Linked DNA regions of Hordeum vulgare: region 1 is linked to region 2. Evidence: chromatin contacts called from public Hi-C data. All regions are on one chromosome and are shown on one strand. The core of a region is the stretch at or near the end of the contact, and the rest is flanking DNA. Distances in the headings are between cores, read along the strand shown.

Region 1 (5,123 bases), core at 468-2,967, 680 kb after region 2:
AATCCCGTTTGAAGACTAACTCTCAAGTTTCTCCCCCTTTGTCATCAAGTGACAAAAAGGGACAAACTGAGGACTAACGCCCATGAAGACTTCATTTCTTGGCGGTTGATGAAGATCCTTGACGCTTCTTGGGTGTAGTCTTCTTCCTTGGGCCTGTTGCGGTGTCGAGTTGTTCCTCATCAGATTCGGCGGTGCGGAATGACGAGAAGGAGTTGTCTTCAAGATCTGGCACTGGAATGGGCCTGAACTTCTTCTTGGGAGGCCACGACCACTCAAAGTCTTGCTCAAAGTTCATTTCTTCAAGCTCAGTCTGGGTCTTCAGATGTGCAAGAGTAGCCCAGGTGCGATCGAAAACCTCATGCAGATAGTGATGATTAAGTTTCACAGAGTTTTGTGTCTCAGTGAGGGTTTTCACAATGACACCAAACTGGCGTTTGACCCATTTGTGGTTGTGATCCACCTTCTGATGAAGACTGGGGAGAAGCTCTCTGGTGTTTAGCACGCGAGGAGGAACAGGGCTGGGTGGACGAGTCTCAGTATCGTCCCATGAAGAATATGCGTCTGGCTCTTTAAACTGACCATCAAGAGGCCTGTTGCCTTCATCAATCACAGACTTTCCTTCATCAATCACAGACCATCAAGACATTAAGTGCACCGTGAGGTGTCGCGCTGGCTGCGTCTCCCGGCAAGGATAGCCTCTCCTCCTGTGCCACTCACCCAACTACCTCTTATTCTTCCGCCACGCCATTAGTATGGATGTCAGTAAAGCTAGATTAATCCCCCGGAGTTGTCACGTACCCCCACAAGCTCTACTAACCGCATGCCCGCTCGATACCTTATCTACAAGTGACAACCAGCTTGATGAGGTGGAGCGGTGACTTGGTAGTGGGTGCTTGCCGACACAGAGCTTGTTGGGTCTTCAGTCGCCGGCAAGCAGCTTGGAGCTTGCTGATGCCTTCACTTGCCGGCAAGCAGCTTGGAGCTTGCCGGTGCCTTGAACATAGTAGTCCTCTTGCAAGGCTTGTAGGTCTTAGGGCTGCCGTCGTGTGTGCATAAGTTCAGATACTAAGGAACCTTCTTTAATACACCCACTAGCCAACCTCATTCATGAGGAATCTTTGGCTTGCACGCTAAAATGAAGTTCTTACTCCGAGTCGGCCCCCAAGATTGCCCCCTGGAGCCATGTTGTCGCCAGGCCCCTGGGCCCCGAGGGCGACCCACCACCAGGTTTCTCAATCGACGGGTCTGACCAGTGTATTTGTATTGTCAATAGCTCTTGAGCGCATCTGGAGTTTAAATTCTCGCGTCTTGAAAATGAAATCTACGCTTGCATTGGAATATGTGCAGTTCAACTTCTGGCTACGGCTTTAGGAATCTTTGGGTTTGATATGTGTGTGAATTCCGAGCTCGTGGCTTCACGACCCGTAGGTAAAAGTCTCACGGTTTGTGAGAATTCGAACAAGCGCACGAGTCCGCAAGGTTCGTTCAGAAAGTTTGGTTGGATTTATGCGTATCGATGTTGGAGATGCCCTTAGTCCTACAAATTGAACAACAAATATACAAGAATCTGAAGGAAATCCTCTTTTTAGGCTAAAACTATGAAAATCTTTTGAAGCAAAGAAGTCCCGGGCATTTTGTTGACTCTCGAATATTATTATCTGCTTTTCTTTTGGGTGGAAGCATATTATCCAGCCCGAGTGGCCAATGCTGTCACTTGCGTATTGAGTTTTTTCATAGCAGCGATCCCCGTGCAGTGCACAGACCGTTGACGAGCAAACTCCATACTCGTGCGTAGCCTTGCAGATCGCGAGTTCGCGACTCGGGGCACCAAAAAGTCCAAAACGCCCAGAGACCGCGCCACGCTGCTGTAGACTGTAGTGGAGTGTCCTCTGCTCCACGTTCTGATCCTACAAGCGAGCGGCTCTGCAGCGTAGTCGGCCCAAACATGTTGCGCGGCCCGGCCCATTCCGTGCCGGCGACCGCCGTCGCCGCCACCGCCGGCGGCGGCGGGCAGCCGCTGGTGGTGACGCTCAACTGCCTCGAGGACCCGTCGGTCGAGCGGGACGCGCTGGCCGGCGCGGCGGCCGTGGAGCACGCGCCGCTCTCCGCTCTCGCCTCGGGCCACGTCGAGGCGGCCGCGGCCGTGCTCCTCACCTCGCTCGCCTTCCTCCCGCGCGCCGCGCAGCGCAGGCTCCGGCCGTGGCAGCTGCTGCTCTGCCTCGGATCCCCCGACCGCGCCGCCGACTCCGCAGCGGCCGCGGAGCTCGGCCTCCGCCTCGTCCACGTCGACGCGAACCGCGCCGAGGAGATCGCGGACACCGTCATGGCGCTCTTCCTCGGCCTCCTCCGCCGCACCCACCTGCTGTCCGGACACGCGTCCTCCTCCACGCCGTCCGCCGGGTGGCTCGGCTCCGTCCAGCCGCTGTGCCGCGGCATGCGGCGCTGCCGTGGGCTCGTGCTAGGCATCGTCGGCGTCAACGCCGCCGCGCGATGCCTCGCCACCCGCAGCCTCGCCTTCCGCATGAGCGTGCTCTACTTCGATCCGCTCTACGAGGTGCCGGATCCGCTATTTCTAGGCTTATAAACCTCTGATCTGCCGTGCTAGGTTTTTACAATTAAATTGTTTTGTTAGCTTACTTTTCTGCTGGTAATTTCGTAGCTCTAGCATTGTTCTATGGTTTTTGTTCGTTGCTAGTTTGGGTGGTTTTGAAGACTTCATAGTAACTAATTGTTCCCTAATTCCAGCATTTGTTTCATAATACTCCCTCCGTTCCTAAATATAAGTCTTTCTAGAGGTTTCACTAAAAGACTACATACAGATGTATATAGACATACTTTAAAGTGAACATTCACTCATTTTGCTCCGTATGTAGTCTCCTAGTAAAATATCTAAAAATACTTATATTTAGGAACGGAGGGAGTATATGTGTAATCAAATTTTTGGCATTTAGTATCTTATACCATCCTGCTCGTTATGACCTATGAGTGTATCTTGTAAGATAATCGTCCTATTTTTGTATGCTAAAGTTAAATCATTGCATTTCTGTATTTGTTGAACTTTTAGTAATTCCTCAATATAAGAATCAGTAAAGATGATCAGACACAGACAGTCTGAATTTTCGTGATATTCCGTATGCCCTTTTAGGAGTGATCTGATCTTCTTGTCTTGAGAGCTAAAAACTCAATTTATCGTTTTTCACAACAAGCCGGCTGAAGAGTAGTTTATGTTAGCATCACCACATGAAAATAAATTTATGTTTTATGGCGGAATTACTATCTACACAAGGAATTTTTCAGCTGTTGTTATTTTTTCTTAATCATATAATAAATTGTACCCCATGCAAATATGTACCAGAGTTAAAGCACCACACTGATTTCCAACTGTTAACATTTTGTGAAGGGCGCGGGCAAAACAAAGCGGCCTTCCATTGTATTTCCTTCTTCTGCCAGAAGAATGGATACTCTCAATGATTTATTGGCAGCAAGTGACCTTGTTTCACTTCACTGTGCGTTAACAAATGATACAACAAACATAATTAGTGCCGAGCGTCTGCAGCACATAAAACCTGGTAAGATAGTTGATTCCTATTTTCATATTTCTGTTTCCCCCTTATATTTGGCCTTGACAGGCTTACTGGTTTTCTTAGTTAATAGTATAGCACGCTCTGATTGACTATCTTTTGAGCCCTGCAGGAGCTTTCATAGTCAATACCAGTAGCTGCCAGCTGATAGATGACTGTGCACTCAAACAACTATTGCTCGACGGCACTATTGCTGGATGTGCATTGGATGGTGCTGAAGGTCCACAATGGATGGAAGCATGGGTATCAAACTTAGATCTGGCTACAATTGAATTTTTTCCTAAGGGCTTTTGAAATGAAAAACAGCCAAATATCTTCCTATAGAATAATCTGTTCCTTCTTTTTAGTGTGCCTTCTTTGAGATTCAGTTACTTTCCAGTAAGCCTTCTTTGAGATTCAGTTTTTTTCCCATGGGAACATTGAGTTCTGCTAGTATATGTCGTCGTGACACTGTATTACAGTTTCCAGTTCACCAATTGCAGAAGACACTCTTTGTTAACATAACTACATACGTCACTGAGGATAGGGAAGATAGTGCAAGTGATGTATATGTAGGAAACTTTCTGTTGGAAATAAACCGCGTCTGGGTCGGTCTGGGCGTGTCCGGTGCACACTGGGTGCGTCACGGCGTGAGCCGCGGAGAGCCTCGGGCGTAGGTGTGCATGCGTGCGTGTAGGCCCGAGGGTGCGTGTGTGTGAGCCAGCGTGTGTGTGTGCGCGCGCTGGAGTCGGCTAGCGCGAGCTGCGGATCAGAGACCGCATCGGGCGCTATACCAGGTCATGCGGGTGCGTGGGCGCGCACCGAGCGCGCGATCGTGGAGCACGGGACGTGGGGGAGTGCGGGCGTGGGAGCGCCGAGTGCGCGTAGCGGCGTGTCAGGGCGCGCGGCTACATAAGCAGCTCCGTCTGCAGCTTGTAAAGGCGAGGTGATCGAGTCAGTGCTCGGAGAAAAACAGAAAAGGCCGTTGCTGCGGCGAGGTGTTTGTGCGCTTGAAATCTCTCTGTGTCCCTCCTCCTCCCGTTCCACCTTGTCTCCGGCGATCACCGGCCGGAGGCAGTTCCATTTTTGTGCTAACATTTGGTATCAGAGCGAGGTTAGTGGAGGCGGCGACGACGGCGGATCGATGTCGATGCAGATCCCGCCGCTGACACCGACGAACTACACCTCCTGGGCGATCAAGGTGGAGGCGATCCTTGATGCCTAGGGGCTGTGGGGCGTGGTGGAGCGGCGGATGGTGCGGCAGTGGGCGCCGGCAAGAGCAAGACGGCGCGGGCGATGCTGCTTGGGGCGTTGTCGGAGGATGTCCTGATGCTGGTGGCGCCGAAACCTACGGCGAGGGAGGTATGGGACTCCCTCAAAGTTCGTTTCGTCGGCGCCGATCAGGTGAAGGCCGCGCGGCTGGCGACGCTGCGCGGTGAGTTTGATCGGCTGCGCATGGATGACGGCGACGACTTGGATGTGTACGCTGGGAGGGTCTATGGCATGGCAGCGAGGTATGCTGGGCTCGGGGCGATCCTCGACGACGCGTCGATGGTGAAGAAG
Region 2 (4,967 bases), core at 238-2,737:
ATACGTCGTGTACGTTGGGAGGGTTCCAGGAGTCTACGACCACTGGCCAGCCGCTCAGGCCCAGGTGCACAGGTACCCGGGTGCTAGCCATAGAGGGTTCGACACCAGAGCCAAAGCGGAAATTAGTTACTTGAGGTGGTCGACCCTCCAGCATGAGCAGGGGCGGCACCGTCGGTACTACATAGTCGCGCTCGTATTCATGCTGATCGCTCTTCTGTTCTACATCATGTTGTAGATAGAGATGATGAAACTTGTGGGTGTGCCATGACCATGTAGTTGCGCTTACTCGAGACATGACATGATCGCACTTATGTATCGCTATTTTCGAGACTATGTGATGATATTTTCTGTTGAATGATAATGATGATGATGATGCATGGTATTATGACAAGACTATTGTATGTCTATGATATGTGAGAAGGATATATGTTTAATATGATGTGATGAAACTATTGTATAGAATCTGTATAAATAAATCACAAATACATAGAGGGTGCAAATCTGCGAAAACTGTAAAAGTTAGCAGTAGCGCTGGTTAATACTTACCAGTAGCGTGCCTTAGTAGCAGCGCTTTCTGTGAGCATGCGCTAGTACTATAGTTAGCAGTAGCGCTGGACAGGGAAGCGCTACCGCTAACTATACTTACTAGTAGCGCTGCCCATAACAGCGCTACTACTAGTTATTAGCTGTAGCACGATAGCAGTAGCGTTCGGTCCAACGCTACTACTATAGGATTATCAAGCGCTACTGGTAGGCTTTTCCCTAGTAGTGTGTGATTCTAGTTGCTCCAGGCTCCTCATCAAACAATTCTGAAGCGGCAACTACACCCCGCAAACGCCCATACCAGTCATGCAGGCAATCGACACTCAACTGTGTGTAGTCCCGACTGAGGAGCTATCCATGGAGGCAATGATGGCACCGAAGGATGCAGGCCCCTCCACCTCCTAGATTTAATACGACCTCAACGCCTTTGAGTGACAGTGCATCCTTCATTTTGCGTTAAAACTTGCACACTTCTTTCTTTCTATTATGACTATGTCGCAAAGTTGGAACATCCTATGCTGAAATGTCTGTGGTTTGAATCCCGATAAGAAACATCTAGCTCTTTCCAATGCCCTCGAGTGGTTGCTCGATTATCTGTATTTTTAATCTTACAATACTGAAGTCCATATGTGTCAGCGACCCAATTTCCGGTAGCGGCAGTCCACGCAGCAAGCCTATCAGCTCATGGGCCGGGCCTGGGTGTGTGCCAATCGAAGGACAGACTACAAGTATGCAGACCAAGCGCTGTGAACAGCCATCCGGGCTTGGATCAGGCAAAGGCAACGGCGACTCTCTCTCCTTTCCCTATCTTCTCCTACCTCCTGTGCTTCCTCCCCAAATCCTTGTATTTGAGCTCGATTTCTCTGTAGTGGAGTGATTCTCGAGTGGAACCTAACATCGTGGTATCAGAGCCTTCTCACCATCCTTCCAAATTCGTCAAAAAAAATTCCATCCAGTTTTTTTCCCCTCGCGCCATTCCTTCACCACCATGCATCCTGAGCTGAAAGCTTACCTGGACGAGTTTCAGGCGAAGGCTCAGGCGCGCTACGACGCCACGGACAGACTGTTCGCGCAGTACGACGCACTGCTCTCCAGGCACATCACGGGAGCTTCGACCCCGCAGCCGGCGCGCTCCGCGGTCGTGGCCTCCGATGGCGGCCTCACCCACGACACCCTTGTCCCCGTGGTTGTCCCCGACGTCTTCTCCGCCCCCTCTTACACCAGCAAAGCCCAGGAGGTCCTCGAGCTCATCCCCGATGCGTCCCCTGCGTGCATCACAAGGGCGCCTGTCATCTGTTCGACATATGGCTCGAACCAAGTCCTTGCTGGCATCTCGACTCCACAGCCGGTGCGTCCCATGGGCACGGCAGCCTATGGCGGCCTCACCAACGATGCAAGAGTCCCCGCGGTCATCCCCGACGCCTTCTCCTCCACCACGAAGGCACAGGAGGTCATGACGGCCCACCATGATGCATCCCTGGACTCCATCGACCCGACGCCCAAGACCTGTTCGACGACTGGCTCGACCCAGGTCGACTCCCTCATCAACGTCGACGAGGCCCAAGACGCCACCACCATCGTCCACCCCGAGCACGCGGTCATCATGAACTACACAAAGGTCACACAGTTCATATCGTTGCAGGCAGCGCTATCCATCGACATCATCCATTCACCGCAGATGCCCATGAAACGTGATATGGGAATCGAGCAACAAGGTCAGCTGCTACACCCAACATTGCGGTCCTCGTTTGCGTATCATTCAGAGTCAACATATTTAGAAGCTGCAACGGGAAGCTCCTGGTTCGTGTCATGTCCTACTGGGAAACTTTGGCGTTGTTTGCAGTATGAGCATCGACAACAATGGCCGCCCCTTGTCCCGGTACAGATTGTTGTGAACAACGCTCCCTTGTTCCACGACACGGCTAGAGGCTGCGTCTATGATGACTTTGGATATGTGTGGTGGCCACCGGATCACCAACTCAACTCCGTATGATGAACGAATTGCGAGCATGGTTAACTCCTAGTCAGCATGCTACTGGGGTTGTGCATCTATCTCATAACATGAAGAACCCGGGTACTTTGAGTGCAAAACTGTCAAGCCAAAAAGATCTTCAATTAACGCAGTTCAAGCAAAATCATTATTCCCTAGATATTGCAACACATATTGCAGATGTACATGGCATTGAGAGTCATTTGCATAACGTGATTCAGCTCTGGGCAGTGGATGTCTTTGCATGTGTGAGTATGCCAGGGATGGACGGAATCTCTTGGCATGGAACATTTGCTACACATACAGGTTATCTGATTTCTTGTATGTCTAGACAATGCCCATGGCCGTCATTTGATTGCTTTAATGAAGGCGCGCACCTGAGGAGTTGCCAAGCAGCACAGTTATGGTCAAAGCTACTGCAAGTAGAATTTCAGACTAGTACTCCTGGTTCTCCTGATACAAATCACACGAGAGAATCCTGTTGTGGCTCTCAGTTTAATGGAATTTCAGAATAGCAAAAAAGTGAGCGCTATGAGAACTCCTATTCTACTGTTAACAATCTTGGTTCAGTGGTATTTGAATCTCATGATCTTGGTTCGGGTTATTTATACCTCAGGAGAAAAACCTTGTGGTGTCCGCAAAATGAGCAACAGAAAACATGTCCTTCGGAGAAAGTTATTTGCAGGATCCTTATGGTGTCAAGACTTATCTCTATTCCAAGTCTGAAGGAAACACAATTAATGGATAATGTGGACTTCACGGTGGCAGAACGGTTGTTCTTTGTATCATCTATGCAACCATCTTATGAATTGCATGCTCAAGTTCAACAAACTTCGTTTGGCCGTCGGCTCTCTGTTTCAGTTGAGCTTCAAAGTTATGATGTAGCCAACCCCCGACCAAGACCATGGCCAATGTTCGAGTTTACTCAGGAAATCATTCAACCGAAGCTACACTTGGCATCAGTTTTAGGTCATTATTGCACAACTCATGTGGTGTTCAAGCAAATCTCCAGTAGTCAGCTCTATCTACAGATTGGCCACATGAGGTTCACGTGTGATGGATTGTGCAATGCTCCTGGAACGAACAACTTGGAATTCACTGATCCTGCTACCTATTTTGCTTCTCTGCTACTCACTTCTCCTGCTATCAATCACACTGGGTTCTCCTACTCAAGTACAACTGCTACAACCCTGAAACCACAGTTTACTGTTTGCCCTACTGAATCACTACGGCCCGGCTTATTATTATACGAGGAAGATGGTCAGCAATATGACAATAAGCTCTTTCAGCTGGTGAGCGAACACATGTCACATACTGTAGTTATTCCACAGTTTATTTTCACTTTGCATGACGGTCACTCTAGTGAATTCTGCAACCCCAATGGGCTCCTTTCATCAGCTCCAGCCTTAAAAAAGCTACAACTACTTGGGTATACAAGTTTGATTTGCTCTGGCTTTATTCAACAAGTTCCCTGTGGTTATGATTCTTCTACTGCTGCTTGCACCATCTACTTGGATGATCCATCCCTTCTGGCCTTTATTACATTCGCAGGAGCTGCTCCATCTGTTGTGTGGTCTACAGAATGTATGCACCTCGTCCTTGAAGGATCGGATGAGCTTTTACCATGTTTTCTGCCGAAGCCCCCATGGAGTCATCATGCTTTGCATTACGCCGTTAGTAGGCTCGTGATTGTTGCAGGATCATCACCTTGTAATGCCCAGTTTGACTCAAAGGAAGCAATCGTGTGGGCATGTCACCTTGAACAGCCATGGACCCAGGCGGCAGCAGTTTGTCCATGTGGATTCCTCACTCACTGGAAGAAACTGGTCGCTGTCGAGACCAATCGGTCCTCGATGGCATCGGCTTGGGGTCAAGCTGAATCTCAAGGGGTAGGGGATGTCAGCAACCCAATTTCCGGTAGCGGCAGTCCACGCAGCAAGCCCATCAGCTCATGGGCCGAGCCTGGGTGCGTGCCAATCGAAGGACATACTACAAGTATGCAGACCAAGCGCTGTGAAAAGCCATCCGGGCTTGGATCAGGCAAAGGCAACGACGACTCTCTCTCCTTCCCCTATCTTCTCCTACCTCCTGTACTTCCTTCCCAAATCCTTGTATTTGAGCTCGATTTCTCTGTAGTGGAGTGATTCTCGAGTGGAACCTAACAATATGCCCGTGAGGTTTTGATAAGTTTGCTTACATACCATCTGTTGGGGCCTCTGGCGGCATTATAACCATATGTAATAGCTCGGTTTTCACTTGTACGGTAACCCTCACAGAATATTTTGCCCTAGGAGTTAAATTCTTATCCACACAATCATCTCATTCCTGGACACTAGTTAATGTATACGACCCATGCCAGGGAGGAACACAGAGAACAATTTGTCCATTGGATGTTCGATGCTAATATACCCACTTATGAAGATTGGCTTTTGTT

Evidence for each region. Hi-C and Micro-C count contacts between places; a contact is called where the count stands out from the background.
Region 1: a Hi-C map of leaf shows a contact between it and region 2, with 3 times the contacts expected there. The contact joins the promoter of LOC123435395 here to the promoter of LOC123410777 in region 2. A contact is called at or near these places in 3 of 6 Hi-C or Micro-C datasets (leaf and seedling).

The regions. Positions count from the first base shown.
Region 1 is chr1H:346,947,061-346,952,183 of MorexV3_pseudomolecules_assembly, forward strand. It overlaps LOC123435395 (C-terminal binding protein AN-like), which reads left to right and starts at 1,718. Exons shown (of 7, transcript XM_045115568.1): 1 at 1,718-2,554; 2 at 3,401-3,569; 3 at 3,694-3,824. The coding sequence starts at 1,946.
Region 2 is chr1H:346,263,440-346,268,406 of MorexV3_pseudomolecules_assembly, forward strand. It overlaps LOC123410777, which reads left to right and starts at 1,488. Exons shown (of 1, transcript XM_045103719.1): 1 at 1,488-4,953. The coding sequence starts at 1,532. The coding sequence ends at 2,536.